Regions from separate parts of the Mus musculus genome. Here region 1 is linked to region 2. Evidence: chromatin contacts called from public HiChIP or PLAC-seq data. All regions are on one chromosome and are shown on one strand. Each heading gives the region's core, a stretch centred on a gene start, on an enhancer-like site or on the middle of the called end of the contact. The rest is flanking DNA. Distances are from core to core; before and after follow the strand shown. Region 1 overlaps Dgkd (diacylglycerol kinase, delta). Region 2 overlaps Gigyf2 (GRB10 interacting GYF protein 2).

Region 1 (7,091 bases), core at 290-2,789, 510 kb after region 2:
AGAGGACCCAAGTTTGATTCCCAATATGTAAATGACAGCTCACAACTGTTAGCATTCTGTCTAAGCTTCACCCCACAGTTACTTGGCAACAGCCTGATTCACTATAAAAGGGGCTGCTTGTCCCTCCTAGCTCTTTGGTTCTCGCTTTCTCTTGCTCCTGTCTTGCTCTTTCTCTGCTTCCTTTCCTACCTCTCTCTCCATTCCCTCCCCTCTCCATGTGCTGATGGCCGACCGCTCTACTCCTCTACCCCTCTCTTTCTCTCTGTCTCTGTCTCTCTCTTCCTTTCTCTGCCTCTACTACCCTCTTGACTCCTCTCCCCATGTCCCAAATAACTCTATTCTATGCTATACCATTGTGTGGTTGGTCCCTTAGGGGGAAGGGATACCTCAGCATTGGCCCATCAAGGCACTCCTTTTCCCCCACACTTCATCACACCTCCATAGAACATATTTCCTCCTCTCTTTATCTTTTTATAGACACATCATATTGACTGTTTATAATTCCAGTCACAGAGTATTATTCAACACCTTCTTCTTGCCTCTGTAGACACTGTACCCGTGGTGCATGAACATACATATAAGCAAAACAGCAGTATACATAAAATAAAAATGCATTTTTATAAAGAAATTTTTAAATAGCAAAGTTCAACTGCCCCTCTCAAAAGTCTGCTTATGAAGGACCTGCTCCTAATAGATGGTAGGTGTTTGCATCTCCCATTGCAAAAGCACCACACAAGAGTGAACATGCATGCGCAACTACTCTAGTTGCTACGTACAGCATGTTCACATGTATCAGCTCCTGTGCTTGGGACATTTCTGTGCTGGTGCTTACAGACCTGCCTTGCTCTCTGGACTGCCCGCTTAGTTCTCGGGAAGCCTTTTTCCAGTAAAACCAAGGGGACTTTTCCATCTCAGCACAGTGGGATCTTCATGCAGGTGCAGTGCTCGCCTGCCAGCCAGGGAGACGTGGCCTTCCCTTTTAGTTTTGTACTTTCCACAGGTTTGCAAGAAACATTTGTTCTTGTAAGGTAGGACTCAGAGGGCATGCCAGCATTTGGGGAGATTGAAATGGGAGGTGCTTGCAGCCCCTACTTCCATTGTGAGTTTGGGAGGAGCTTAGGAGAGGTTCTTTTAGAGCCAGATATTGCTATAGCTTGAGCCTGGACTTCTCTGTGTGCCTAAGCTGTGGGGCTCATGGGTGTTGGGCCTTCAATGTTCTTTCTTGTTTTTGTTTTTTTGTTTCTTATTTTTGTTTTGTTTTTCTGCTCTTTCTCACTTGCTGCACAGCTTGCTGGAAGACAGTCACTAGTGGCTTCCTACAGGCTGTTTGTTCAAAGGCAGCATTCCTGAAATTCTGCAGATACCTGTTTTCTGAATGGCACAGATCCATTCTTTCTGAGGTTAATGAGGAACTAGTCTCAGTTCGGCAGGGATATTAAAAGTACCGTATCTGCTGATTGTACTACACTGAACAGGCTCAGGTAGGGATATTGTTTGAAAACTCCACTGTGCTGTGTGGCAGGCAAGCTGGACTTTGATGTGTAAGAGCTCCCTGATATATCGCTGGAGCTAAGCAGAGGGTGGTGTGACAGAGGTCTAGTAGAGATGGCTTGGCAGCTGGTGTACTCATTTCCTGTTTCTGGGAAGCACCTGATATCATACACTTGGTTAACTACCTGAGTTCTGGCCTTGGTTGACCACTGCTTCTCTAGAGAGCAGGGATCCTCATTGGTGAACATTTAAAGGATACATGTAAATATTTTTCTTACCCTTTGGAAGTCAATGCAATCTTGATGCTCAGAACTTATTTGAACCATGGTTCAAATCTGAGGCACTGTCTTGTTGCCCATCCTAGCTTGTGTTCAGAGGACTTCCTCTGCAGCCAGCTCCATTAGAGACAGAGTCTGCAAGGTCCCTGGTGAGAAGGCAGCATATGTAAATAGTTACTTGAATGGAGGGAGGCACTGGTTTCTTTGGGATCCGAAGTAAGGGAGACTATGTTAAGCTAGTGATTTAGTGTCTCCAATGTGCTAGCTTCTGAGGAGGTCCAGTGTGCCCACTTTATACTCTTGCCTTCACCTTTTCCTATATACATGATAGGGACTAGGTCAGACCTTGGTGGAGCTGAGGGCATCAGATACTTATCAGAGAGGGCTCCTATTATTTGCTGAGATATTTGACTCTTTTCTCTTAATTAGCAAGCCATTAGACAAAACATATGATAGAACTCTTGTTTGAGAAGGTTTTATTGGAGACTCCTTAAGGACTCAGAGCAGCAATGGAGGCTGAGCCAAGCTGCCCTTACTCGGGGAGGGGAGGGCTGGGCTAGCACATGAATGAGGAAAGCAAGAGTTGGGGTTCTTGGGCCTGGTATTTAGCTGGGATATGGAAGACTGTGCCACAAGTCCTTCTAGGAGCTGACATCAAGTGAGAATGTCGTGGTACCCTGAAATGTGTGTATTATCTCCTCCCTGTTTCTGGTTGGAGGAGCTGCTGGGATCTGACATTGCCATCATTCATGTAGACAAAAATGGGCCCTGAGCAGAGGGGTTTGGCAGACAGACATCTAGGCCACCTTGTCGACCTTATATATACATATCTGGGCTTAGCCACATGGAACAGGGTGTCCCCTCAGTGTAGGACAGAGAAACCCGTCATTTGTCTTTTAAAGTGCACTCATTTCCCTGGCTTCCCATTCTTCTACAGCTTACGGTTATTTCAGAAGTTTGACACCTTCCGGATTCTGGTTTGTGGCGGGGATGGCAGTGTTGGCTGGGTCCTCTCTGAAATCGATAGCCTCAACCTTCACAAACAGGTACTACAAACAGGTGTTGAGGGGCACCCCACTGTGATGGATGAATGGGAAAATCATGTAGGTTAAGGGAGCTGTAAAAACAACTTGGCATCAGGCTCCATGTGGGGGATGAGTATGGGGGCTGTAGTCCCCTAAGCGCCACCTCTTTCCTGGGAGGTGATGTACCTAATTGCTAGATGCCTCTGTCTTAAGAGGAGAGGAAGAATCTTCAACCTCTATAAAGTTTGAGTTGCAGTTCATTGAACCTAATTGCCTAGTTTTTAACACTAAAATAAAGATATATTATCCTGATTTCTTCCTGTGTTCATTGATTTTTTTACCCTCAGTCCTTCTTTTTGGCAATTAGCCGTTGTGCCTACTGTCATAGCCGTCACTCAGATTGTGTCAAAATGCAGCCTGCTAGTTGGTTACTGAACTGTTGAAATAGCAGTATGTGTGGATTTCCGTATTCTGCTCCAGGAACAGCTCAGAGTGGCAGTTTTCCATGGGATGTAGTGGGAGGACCTGAGTTAGCACTTTTCCCCTCATGCAGGAGCTCGAGGACTGTGACAACCTTGCAGAAATCCTGTTCACATTATGGAATCTTCTCTTTTGAGGAGCCCCTTATTTAAATTTTTAGTGCCAAATTGCACTTGTCAGGGATGCTCCAGTTCACATTCCAGGTGACATGGGACCTTGCCTTGCCTTGTCTTGCTCAGGTGTGTAAACAGAAAGTGTTCATTTTACAGTAACGTCAAGGGCAGCCTTATTGGAATGCTGTTTTAAACCAATCCCCTGCTCATGGTTTTTACGTCTGTCAGTAAAGATCAGCTTTTTTCCTGCCAGGCGGTGGTGGCGCGTGCTTTTAAGCCCAACGCTTAGGAGACAGAGAGGCAGGTGGATCTCTGTGAATTCCAAGTCAGCCTGGTCTACAGAGTTCCAGGATAGCCAGGGCTACACAGAGGAATACGGTCTTGAAATGACAACAACACAACAAAACAAAACAAACATATTTCCCTAGTTTTCTGGCTTATCATTTTTATTTTCTTTATGATTTTTTGTTGTTGTTGTTCTTTAGTTTTCAGTGATTTTGTGTTCATTGTCTAGTTTTACTCACCAATCATAATTTGTGTATTGTCTGGAGAAGAGACGGTCCAGGGTTTACTGATAGCCACACCATAACTCTAGGAAAAGCTTCAGCACCCCCCAGTGGTGGGACTATAGTTACAGTTTTGTTGATTGGCTTTTGAGCTGAATGTTTGTTTGGCTTGCAGAAATGCTATGAATGTGGTTCTGGTACTCAGTCAAGTTCTGTAAACACTTGTCTCCTATGGCTTCTTTGTGCTTCTTGGAGCTCTGTGTACTCTCTCCTGCACCCCTAGCTTCCCCAGCCCTCTATGGGGTAGTGTTTCTTCCCCTGGCCTCTAGTACATGCTATATGGTCAAACTTCATGGGTCCCACTCTCATCTTTCACACTTTTCCTATGGGGAAAGCTTGTGACTCACTGGAGTTTGATGCCATGCCAATTTGGGGGACACTCTGGGGTTTCTGGGTATTGTAATGTTGCAGGTTTCCAACCTTGCTTTTCACTCAGCTCCTACTTTGCCCGAAAGTCTTCATGCATTCAAGACCCAAGGAGAAGCCCCCAACTATTCCTGATATCTTCGTCTTCCTTTTTCCCTACTTCAAGCTAGTTGCTGGCTTGCCCACATGATCCCAGCCTTCTTGTATCTTCCTTAGTCTGGGCCATCCATAGGCTGCTGAGAGTAACCCTCCCTAGGACAGTTATAACCCTTGGTCCTCCCTGCTGACAGCAGACTTTACTAGACCCCATATTTGCCCCTTCCTTCTCTGTTCTGCCTTCTTCCCTTACTTTTGCCCTCTGTTAAGTCTAGGAGGAGATAGCAGGGCTAGGGGCAATTTAGGAAACCACTACCTTACAGGTAAATACAGGACACAGACTAGGTCTTGTATGTTCAGACAGCCTTAGCATGGCTTCTGATAGGACCTATAAGTTGGGGGGTGGGGGGGGGTGACTTTTAGTGGTGTGGCATCAATGAGTGAGATGTACAGTAGGGTAGAGAGATGTTTGAGGAGTTATAGATTGACTCTTTAGGTCTGAGTATTTCAGTGTCTTTGGGAAGGGAGGGGTTATAGAAACCAGCAAGGTTTGATTGCCAAGACATGTTGAATAAGTGAGGAAGGGCTGGGGATCCTGGTATCTGCTGGTGATCACAAAGCCCATCTGTCCCCTCTAGTGGGCTCTACTGAGAAGGTACAGGCCACATACTTCAAATCAGACTTCCTACACTTATTGTGGCTATTGATGGTGTCAACAGAGTGTGTACTGCATGAGAATGGTTCTTAGACTTGCTGTCTAAGGAATGTTTTCCTCACTGTTTTCCACCAGTGTCAGCTAGGTGTGCTGCCCCTGGGGACAGGGAACGACCTGGCCCGTGTTCTTGGCTGGGGCTCTGCCTGTGATGATGATACACAGCTTCCTCAGATCTTGGCAAAGCTGGAGAGGGCCAGCACTAAGATGCTGGACAGGTGAGTGGGGCAGCCAGGATGTGTGAATGGCAGCTGGACCAAGAAGCATTGGCCTCTGTGGCCAAGCTTCATACTCTAAGACTTGTGAGGACTAAGACTAGCCCTAGTCTCAAGAAAACCAGAAAACTCAAACAGTCAGAATACAACTAAGATAAAGGCACCAGACTATGACATTGGAGCAGTGAGGGGTTGGTTGGGGGATGGGGCCCTGCAGATCCCTGGGTGTTAGTGGGTATTCTGCAGCTGAGCTGACTTTGGGCCTGTGCAGGTGGAGTGTCATGGCATATGAGACCAAGCTCCCTCGGCAGGCCTCCTCCTCCACTGTCACTGAGGACTTCAGCGAGGACTCAGAGGTACCACCATTTGCTTGCTCTTTCTCTTGTAGTGCTGGGAATGGCACTTCAATTCTCACACTTGGCACTGAGCTGACCCCCAGTCCACCACCTGCTATTTAAGCCCCACATGTGATTGTCATGTACTCAGCTTTTTTACTACATCCTTGTCCCTTTTGTGGTTCTGAAGGAGTGCAGGAAGAGCCTTGGGCTGAGATTGAGGCTGAGCAGGCTCAACTCTAGGGCTTCATGACTGTTGGGAGGTGCTTTCCGATGCCTAACCCCTTGTGACATCTTATGCTCAGCACTTATGCAGTCTGCTGTTCTTCCTATACAGCCTCCTCCTGTCTGCTTCCGGAAGTCTCCATGCTCATCTGTCTCTCTCTGACATCTGTGCTGCCCTTGTAGTTAGCACACACCGCTTCAGCACCAGTTCCAGTCCTCTGTGCTGAGCAGTGGCCACTCCAGGGATTCAGTTCTGAGATCCTGATTTGTGTTTATGTCCTAACTGCTCCGCTGGGCACATGCAGTGTTGGTCCTGCTAGGTGACTGGTCTGACAAGCCCAAGGGGTCAAGGACAGTAGCAGTCAGCAAGCCAAGCCAAGCCTACTTTTTATGGCTTCACAGGTGGAGCGTGGCCTGTGCTTTTGTTTTGAGAATATTTGTGTGGAGCCTGAGAAAAGTACCCAGGAAAATGTCTGAGACTGGCACAGATAGTTTCTCTTTGACCTGTGAGAAGGTTTGCTTGCTATGGGGTGGACAGAGAACGGTGGAGCTGAGAGACAGAGTTCCTGGTCAGGGCAAAAGGAAGCTTCTGCACTGCCTGGCCACGAGCGAGCGCACTACTGAAGGTAGACTGGGGTTTACGCCAGGGCTTTCAGGCTTTCTCACTGTCCTGCCTGAAGAGCCATAGTCTGTCGGGGGCTCTGATAGGGATTGTTTAGTTCTGACTCATCATTTAGTCTGTCCACAGGTTGGTGACACTTTTGTCCTCGCTCCCTTAGCGGTGGACAGCCCTGATAGTGTTTAGAGATGGTCTGTTCTGTGAGAGGATGGACCAGAAGGGCCGAAGAAAACTCCCAAGTCAGACACTAATGGCGCTCACAGTAGACTGTGGGACTAACTGCCCCCTGTTTTGGTATGATTATAGGTGCAGCAAATTCTCTTCTATGAAGACTCAGTCGCAGCTCATCTTTCTAAAATCTTAACTTCGGACCAGCATTCTGTGGTGATCTCATCAGCCAAGTGAGTAGTGGGGCTCTGGGGACTCAGAGAGGCGGCACGCTGCTGCTCTGCAGGGTCCCAGCCAAGCTGCCTTCTGTCCTACAGAGTGCTCTGTGAGACAGTGAAGGACTTTGTGGCTCGAGTGGGCAAGGCCTATGAGAAGACGACAGAGAGCTCGCAGGAGTCAGAG
Region 2 (6,703 bases), core at 3,486-5,985:
TACAGCTGGGTCCATTGAGAAAAGGTTGTAATGTACCTACAGGTAGAAATTAGAAGCTAGCTTCCAAGGATCACTTTTCTCATTCAACCATGTAGGTTCCAGAAATTGAGCTTAGACTGTTAAGTTTATTTAGTTAGCACCCACAAAACACTAAGCCATCTTGGGGTTCCCTCGGGCCACCTTCAACCCTTATAAAACATAGGTACTACGTGTGCTAAGCAGATTGGTAGAAAATGTTGGAACTTAGATTTGATAGCTGTGTATGGTATCTTATGACACACGTGACCTGCTGAACTTCTGAGTAGACACAATGAGGCAGGCAAAGCCCATGTAAAATGAGGTAGTGGCAGATGAGATTTTAGTTAGAAATTGACAGACTTTAGGTACATCAGGGTGGAACAGAGGTAGAGATAGTCAAAGTAGTTCAGAAGATTAGGTACTTGAGAACGAGTGGCAGTTGAGTCCGTTTGAGAAGGAATGATTAAATTCAGTTTTGAACATTGGCTGTGAACCATGAAGAAGAATGAGAGTTGACTAGAAAAAAAACTCGTAAGTGAGGGGACTCTAGTTGAATGGGTGTAGTTTAGGACCATGGAGATAATAAATCCAACGAGCTTTGTCTTTTGTGATAGCACAGGCCTGTAACCCTAGCAATTGGGAAGTGGAGGCAGGAGGATGGAGAGTTAGAGGCCAACATGGGCCAAGGAGTAAGGCTGCCTCAAAAACAAAATAAAGAGCATAATAACAAAACGATACAATTGGTAGGGATGAGGAAAAGAAAGAGAACCTTGGGTGATTTTTAGTTTAGGGGAGAAACCAGAGAGAGCCCAAAGTAGAGCCTAGAAGAGTAGAGTGCAGGGAGGAGAGCAATTCTGGCTTGAGAACATCAGCTGCCGTGGAGCTCTGCAAGGGGAAGGTGTTGCACCTGGCAGGTGGCTGTCACTGGGTATCTTTGAGAGGTCCTGTCCATAGAGTGGACAGGCAGGGGGTGACGACACAGAAGCGTGTAGAGACTGAACTTTAGAACAGTTAGGGAGCACTTGAAGAGGAGCAAACATTTGAAGTGGCTTGTTAGGATTGAACAATAGAGGCTTTAAAGGAGAAACTTCAATTTGATTTAGTTACATGGTTTTCCACACTTACTTTAGGAGCCTACATACGGAGAGGTTAGAACTAGGAGCCAAGGTGAGGGTGGAGCAATAGCTCATTAGTTTAAGCACAGGCTGGCTGCTCTTCCAGAGGACCTGGGCTTAATTCCCAGCATCCTCATGGCCTCTCACAGCTGTCCACAACTCCAGTTCGAGGGGATTTAACACTCTCACACAGACATGAATGCAGACAAAACACCAATGCACATAAAATTTTAAAAAGAAAAATTAATTAAAAATATGTTTAAGCCAGGTCATGGTGGCTTACACTTTTAAGCCCAGCACTGGAAGGCAGAGACAGGTAAATCTCTGAGTTTGGGGCCTACCTGGTCTACAGAGTGAATTACAAAAAAACCAAACCAAACAAACAAACCAAAAAAGGAATCAAGGCAGAAACTATTTTTACAGTTTCTAGTCTTATAAATACCCTGGACTGTTGAGACTCTTCAAATTAAAACATGTACTAAAGTAGCATTTGAAATAGGTACTGAGATTATCAGGTGTTTCCCATAAGTGTTTGGATGAGATGACGTGTGTTTGAGAAATTTTCAGTATCTTAATGTTTTTAGTATTTAGAGGCATTGTAAAGAATAAATTAGCCCTTCCTCTCGTCTCCTGTTGCCCTTGCTCTCTTCTCCTTCTCTTCTTCCCCTCAGCCCTCCATGTGTTCATGACCAATCTCCACTTCTCTCCCTCAGCTCCCCTTCCCATGCCCTAAATAAACTCTATACTACTGGCCAATGCTGCTACTGATTGGATAGATACTGTAGTGACATAGGTGGAAAGACTCTTTAGGGACTTTTTTGTCATTCTAGGGAAAAAGACTACATTTCTCCATAGAAAGGAGCTTCAGGATTGGTGTTTATGACTGTTCAATTTAATAATGTAGAGTTAACCTTGAGAAGTCTCCAGATTTCTAAGAACTTTCATTACGCTACATTCTTTCCCTTTAGAAACGGTGCCTGCCTCCCAGCAACCCTCCACACCGCTTCCTCCAGACACAGCCTCTCCTCTCCTCATCCTGTCGCCTCCTGTTCCTACTCCTAGTTCTGCCTCTCGGCCAGTTGAGACAGCAGCCGTCGAAGCTCCTGGTATGAGCAGTGTTTCCACAGAGCCAGATGATGAAGAGGGCCTCAAACACTTGGAACAGGTAGAATCATGTTTCTCTTATATCTTCTATCAAGCCCTTACATGAACAACCCAGTAAGGAAGTTTTATGCACTAGATTTTAAGTACTGGAAAAATTGTTTGGTTATTAATGTTTGTGTGAGTAATTGTCTTTCAGATCATTTCATGCTTTTAAGTTTCTGCTATGTAGTAGTCATTATGTCAGGTTATGTTTTGCTTTTTTGAGATTGCCCTCAGCTGTTTTCCTTTCTTTTCTTTTTGGATCTTAATGGAATGCTAAAAATGGTGAACACAAGCAGCTGTGGACGATCCCTGTGTCTTCTGTGCTTCTTAAGTACAGTGGGGACGATGGTTAAAAACTTCAGGATGTTAACATTCTTATTCATGTCTGTGTTTCCCTAAAATTGTGTGTAATGTCACATGTAAATGATGAGTTGATTTTCCACAGAATAATTCCTCTCTCCTTGGGGTGGCATGGTTAGAGACAGGAAACATAGAAGGAAAGGTTAGTTATATCTTAGTGGAACTTGTAAAATAACTTATTTACAATTGTATTAATTGAGTCTTCTGTTCTATTAACATCTCTCCTCAAACATGCAGGTTTGTGAAAACAATCTAGAATGGGCCAACATCATATTTTAAAACCTTATTTCAAGCCTGGGCTTTGATCTGTACCAGTTTGTAGTCCAATCTAGTTGGTTTACTTTGAGTCTTTGATTCATAATTTTTCTCCCATAAAATGGGATCAGGTTGTTAACAGTTTGTGTTCCTTTCATAAATCAAGTAGTCAAAAAATAGTGATTGTTATTAGCCTTATAATATTAATTCAGGAGTATTTGTTTCCTATTATACTTTTGTCTTCTGTTATTAGCAAGCTGAGAAGATGGTGGCTTATCTCCAAGACAGTGCACTAGACGACGAAAGATTGACATCAAAACTGCAAGAGCACCGAGCTAAAGGAGTGTCAATCCCACTGATGCATGAAGCAATGCAGAAGTGGTATTACAAAGACCCTCAGGGGGAGATTCAAGGTCAGTGGTCCATTTGTACTTTAAATATTGAAGTATTGGTGCTCCTTTCAGAGCCTCCTGTTTGTTTAATGTCAGTGTGCATAATGGAAAACAAAGTCAACAGACTTGCTCTATAAGTACAAAGAAGAAACCTAGGAAACAAACACAGGTAGAGTGATGGCTAAACTGGCAGCGGGGTCAGCAGAATGCTCTGTGCACTCCCTGAGCTCCATACATCCCAGCTAGGTAAGAGATGCTACATCACTCACATCTCTGCTTCAGCATCCACACCAACAGAAGGTGCTAGCAGCAAGTGTTGGAGAGCCTGACATGATTTGCTGAGGTAGGCTTGCTATAAAGAACAAAGAATTACTGAAATGACTAAGAAAAGACTATAGTATTACGAATGCATCCCTTAAAAGATTTGAATAAACTAGATTAGAGGAGAGAAATTGTAAAGCATGTGTAGATTCATTTCTGCTTTAAAAAATGTTTAACTCCTGAGTTGCTTATTGGTATATTAGTGTCAGTTTTAGCACAATACTTAGGGAATATATCTTGTGAGGGCACCAGAATGTTAGTGTCTTCCACTTCCAGTTCTCTTAGCCTACCCTGCCTTGCTCTACTTTGCAGGAGTTACCTACTGCACCACTGCCTGGTCTTGTTCATTATTGACATCCAAGTAGAAGGTTAACTAGATTTTTTTGCGGTTTTAGCAGCACTGTTGTCCTTTTATAGCAACATGCATTTCCTTTCACACTTCTTTGTTAATCTGTGGTAAACATCAATCTGTTAACAGTTTTATATTTTACCATTTTAGGAATGTTATGTAAATAGACTCACACAGTTTACAATGTTTGGTTGGGGTGGTTCTGTCCACTTGGTATAATCCCCGAGATTCATCCAGGTGGCTTCATATGTAATTACTTTCTTTCCTTGTACTGCTGAGTCATACTCGACCATGCTGGTGTGTTATAGCATGTTTAACCATTCTTCTGATGAAGGACATTTGAGTGCTTCAAATTTTTTGACTGCTAGAAATGAAACTGCTGTAAACATTTATGAGCGGTATGTGAAAGTATGTCATTCTTTCAGAATAAAGCCCAGGAGTGCAAGTACTAGGTCAAGTGGCAGTCGAATCTTTCGTTTTTAGAACTGCTTTCCAGAGTGTTTGAACCATCCTATATGCCCTCTGACAATATGCACATTACTACTTCTCTTTACCAGAAGTTGATGATGATAGGTTTTGTGTTTCATTGTTTTTGTTTTTTAAAATCATTCTAGGAAGTGTGTAATGATACTTTACTGTGGCTCAGGATCTCCATCCATTTTGAACTTTGAGCAGTGTCTTGTCTCTCAGCCTCCTGAATGCTAGCACTATAAATATGTGTATCTTTTAGTCTCCTGATTTGTCATCTCTGAGGCTTACTTCCATCTGCTAACCTCTGTACAATCTAATCTAGGCCCAGAGTGTTTTCAGCCTCTGAGACTTACTATTGAATAAGCTCACCCCTCTCTAGTTGGCTCACTCAACTCAGCTGATCTGGCTAAATCTCCTCTCCATTCTAATTGATTCAATCTATCTTCTCAGTTTCTTACTGAATTACTCTGCTTGGCCTCAAACATTGACATTCTGTTCTAATCTTCTGGCTCCTTTTCTTTCTCTGGCTTGTTCTATCTTTATGCTTGTCTAGCTTGCTCTCTCTTTAACCCCCCTCTGTAAAACTCTCACAGTAAAAGTGCCTCTTTCTCCTTCCTCTTTTTTTTTCTCTCTGCACTGCTCTTGAGTAGCCTTTCTCTTCTCTCTCTCTCTCTCTCTCTCTCTCTCTCTCTCTTTTTAAGATTTTATTTATTATTATACATAATAATAATTATTATAATAATAATAATTATAATAATAAATTATACATAAGTACACTGTAGCTGTTTTCAGACACGCCAGAAGAGGGTGTCAGGTGTGGTTGTGAGCCACCATGTGGTTGCTGGGATTTGAACTAAGGACCTTCGGAAGAGCAGTCAGTGCTCTTACCCACTGAGCCATCTCTCCAGCCCTCCTTTTTCTTCTCATGAGAGTTTGGCATATCCTATTTTGTCAAATCAGCTTGTCTGCCACTCAGTTCGACACCACTTTCAAACATGGGTGTTTCTTTCTGCAAACTAACTTTACATTCATTGTTTGGGATTAAAGGTGTGTGTACTAAGGGTGTGTTTACATTCCAGCCAGAGGGATTAAAGGTGTAATCTAAGGGCTAAGCCATACCACAACTAGAAACAGTTTTTTCAGTAAATAACACAATCTTGGGGTTCACAGTGTGACCACATATCCTGCAACAGACATGCTCAGACCTACCTGCTTCTCTATCATATTTGTAACTGTCTCTATAGCTGCTGTGCTGTTTTATGTTCTTGCCAAAGGTACACAGGATTCTCATTTGTCTACATCCGTGCTCACTTTTGGTTTATTTTGTAGTTGTTGGGATATCCCATTGTATGTACCGTTTGTTTGAGCGGAGGGAGTTTAGCCCCTGGTGAGCTCCAGCTCTAATTCTCCTGACTTGGCCTCAAGGGCGCTGGGATTACGGATGCCTTCTCCCAAACCTAGAGTGCTGTGGTGTCTGGCTCTGATTGCTGTGTTGAGCATCTTTACCTGTGTTTATGTCTAAAGGAGTTTTTCCCTTTCTCAGCCTCTATCTCCCTTTTTGAGATGATATCTTGTATTACTTACACTGATTTCACACTTCTGGGCTGAAGGCCCCTGCCCCAGCCCTCCGTAGTAGCTAGAAATAATAAAGCCAACAGACACAATTATTCTACTAGGCATGTTTGTGTGTACCTGGTGGTAGGTCCTTTTTTTGTTTCTAAAGATTATTATTTATTATCACTATTTATGTATTTGCATGTTGTGTGAAGCCAGAGGACAATTCTATGGAATTGGTTCTGCATTTTCACCTTTCCTTGAGTTTCAAGGGTGGAACTGGGGTCACTGGGTTTAAGTGCTCATACTTACTGAGCCATCTTGCTGGCCCAGATCTTTGTCTTCTTACAGGTGTTTACTTTTTTTTTTCCATTTTAAATTTTGTGTGTGTGTGTGTGTGTGGGGGGTTATATGTACATGTGTATCAGGTGTTTGTAAGCTGACATATGATGCTGGAACCCAAACCTGCATCTTTTGCCAGAGCAATGGGTGTTTTAACTGGGAACCATCTGTGTGTGCGATGGTGGTGGGCAGGTGCACACATGGTGTGGAAGTCAGAGGACAACTTGCAAGTGTTGATTCTCTTCACTGTGTGGTTCCCAGAGATCTTTCTCAAGTTAGTTGTCAGGCTTAGTGGTAACCATTTTAACCGACTTCTCATCTTTCATCTTTTTTATTTCCTAATGTTTTTTAGTTCAACTCTTTTGCATATATAATATATA

What was found. HiChIP or PLAC-seq counts read pairs in DNA pulled down with a chosen protein or histone mark.
Region 1: an H3K27ac HiChIP or PLAC-seq map of extraembryonic endoderm stem cells shows a contact between it and region 2, with 7 times the contacts expected there. The contact joins two enhancer-like sites. A contact is called at or near these places in 3 of 39 promoter capture datasets (the 3T3-L1 cell line, the HPC-7 cell line and HPC-7-derived erythroid cells), 1 of 484 Hi-C or Micro-C datasets (CD4 T cells), 3 of 115 datasets of contacts at active chromatin or transcription factors (T-cell acute lymphoblastic leukemia, extraembryonic endoderm stem cells and memory CD8 T cells) and 3 of 9 other capture datasets (adipose tissue, liver and pancreatic islet).

The regions. Positions count from the first base shown.
Region 1 is chr1:87,918,867-87,925,957 of GRCm38.p6, forward strand. Dgkd (diacylglycerol kinase, delta) reads left to right here. Exons shown (of 30, transcript NM_177646.3): 10 at 2,707-2,815; 11 at 5,206-5,345; 12 at 5,614-5,698; 13 at 6,828-6,922; 14 at 7,007-7,091. Among named protein-coding and RNA genes, the nearest start is that of Gm19582, 68 kb to the left of the region's middle. Within about 2 kb of position 1,540, at least 10 of the 459 cell types and tissues checked have an H3K27ac peak or open chromatin away from gene starts, as enhancers often do. A contact at or near this core is called in extraembryonic endoderm stem cells, where this site is marked.
Region 2 is chr1:87,408,561-87,415,263 of GRCm38.p6, forward strand. Gigyf2 (GRB10 interacting GYF protein 2) reads left to right here. Exons shown (of 29, transcript NM_146112.4): 13 at 2,102-2,298; 14 at 3,148-3,307. Among named protein-coding and RNA genes, the nearest start is that of Kcnj13, 17 kb to the left of the region's middle. Within about 2 kb of position 4,736, at least 11 of the 459 cell types and tissues checked have an H3K27ac peak or open chromatin away from gene starts, as enhancers often do. A contact at or near this core is called in extraembryonic endoderm stem cells, where this site is marked.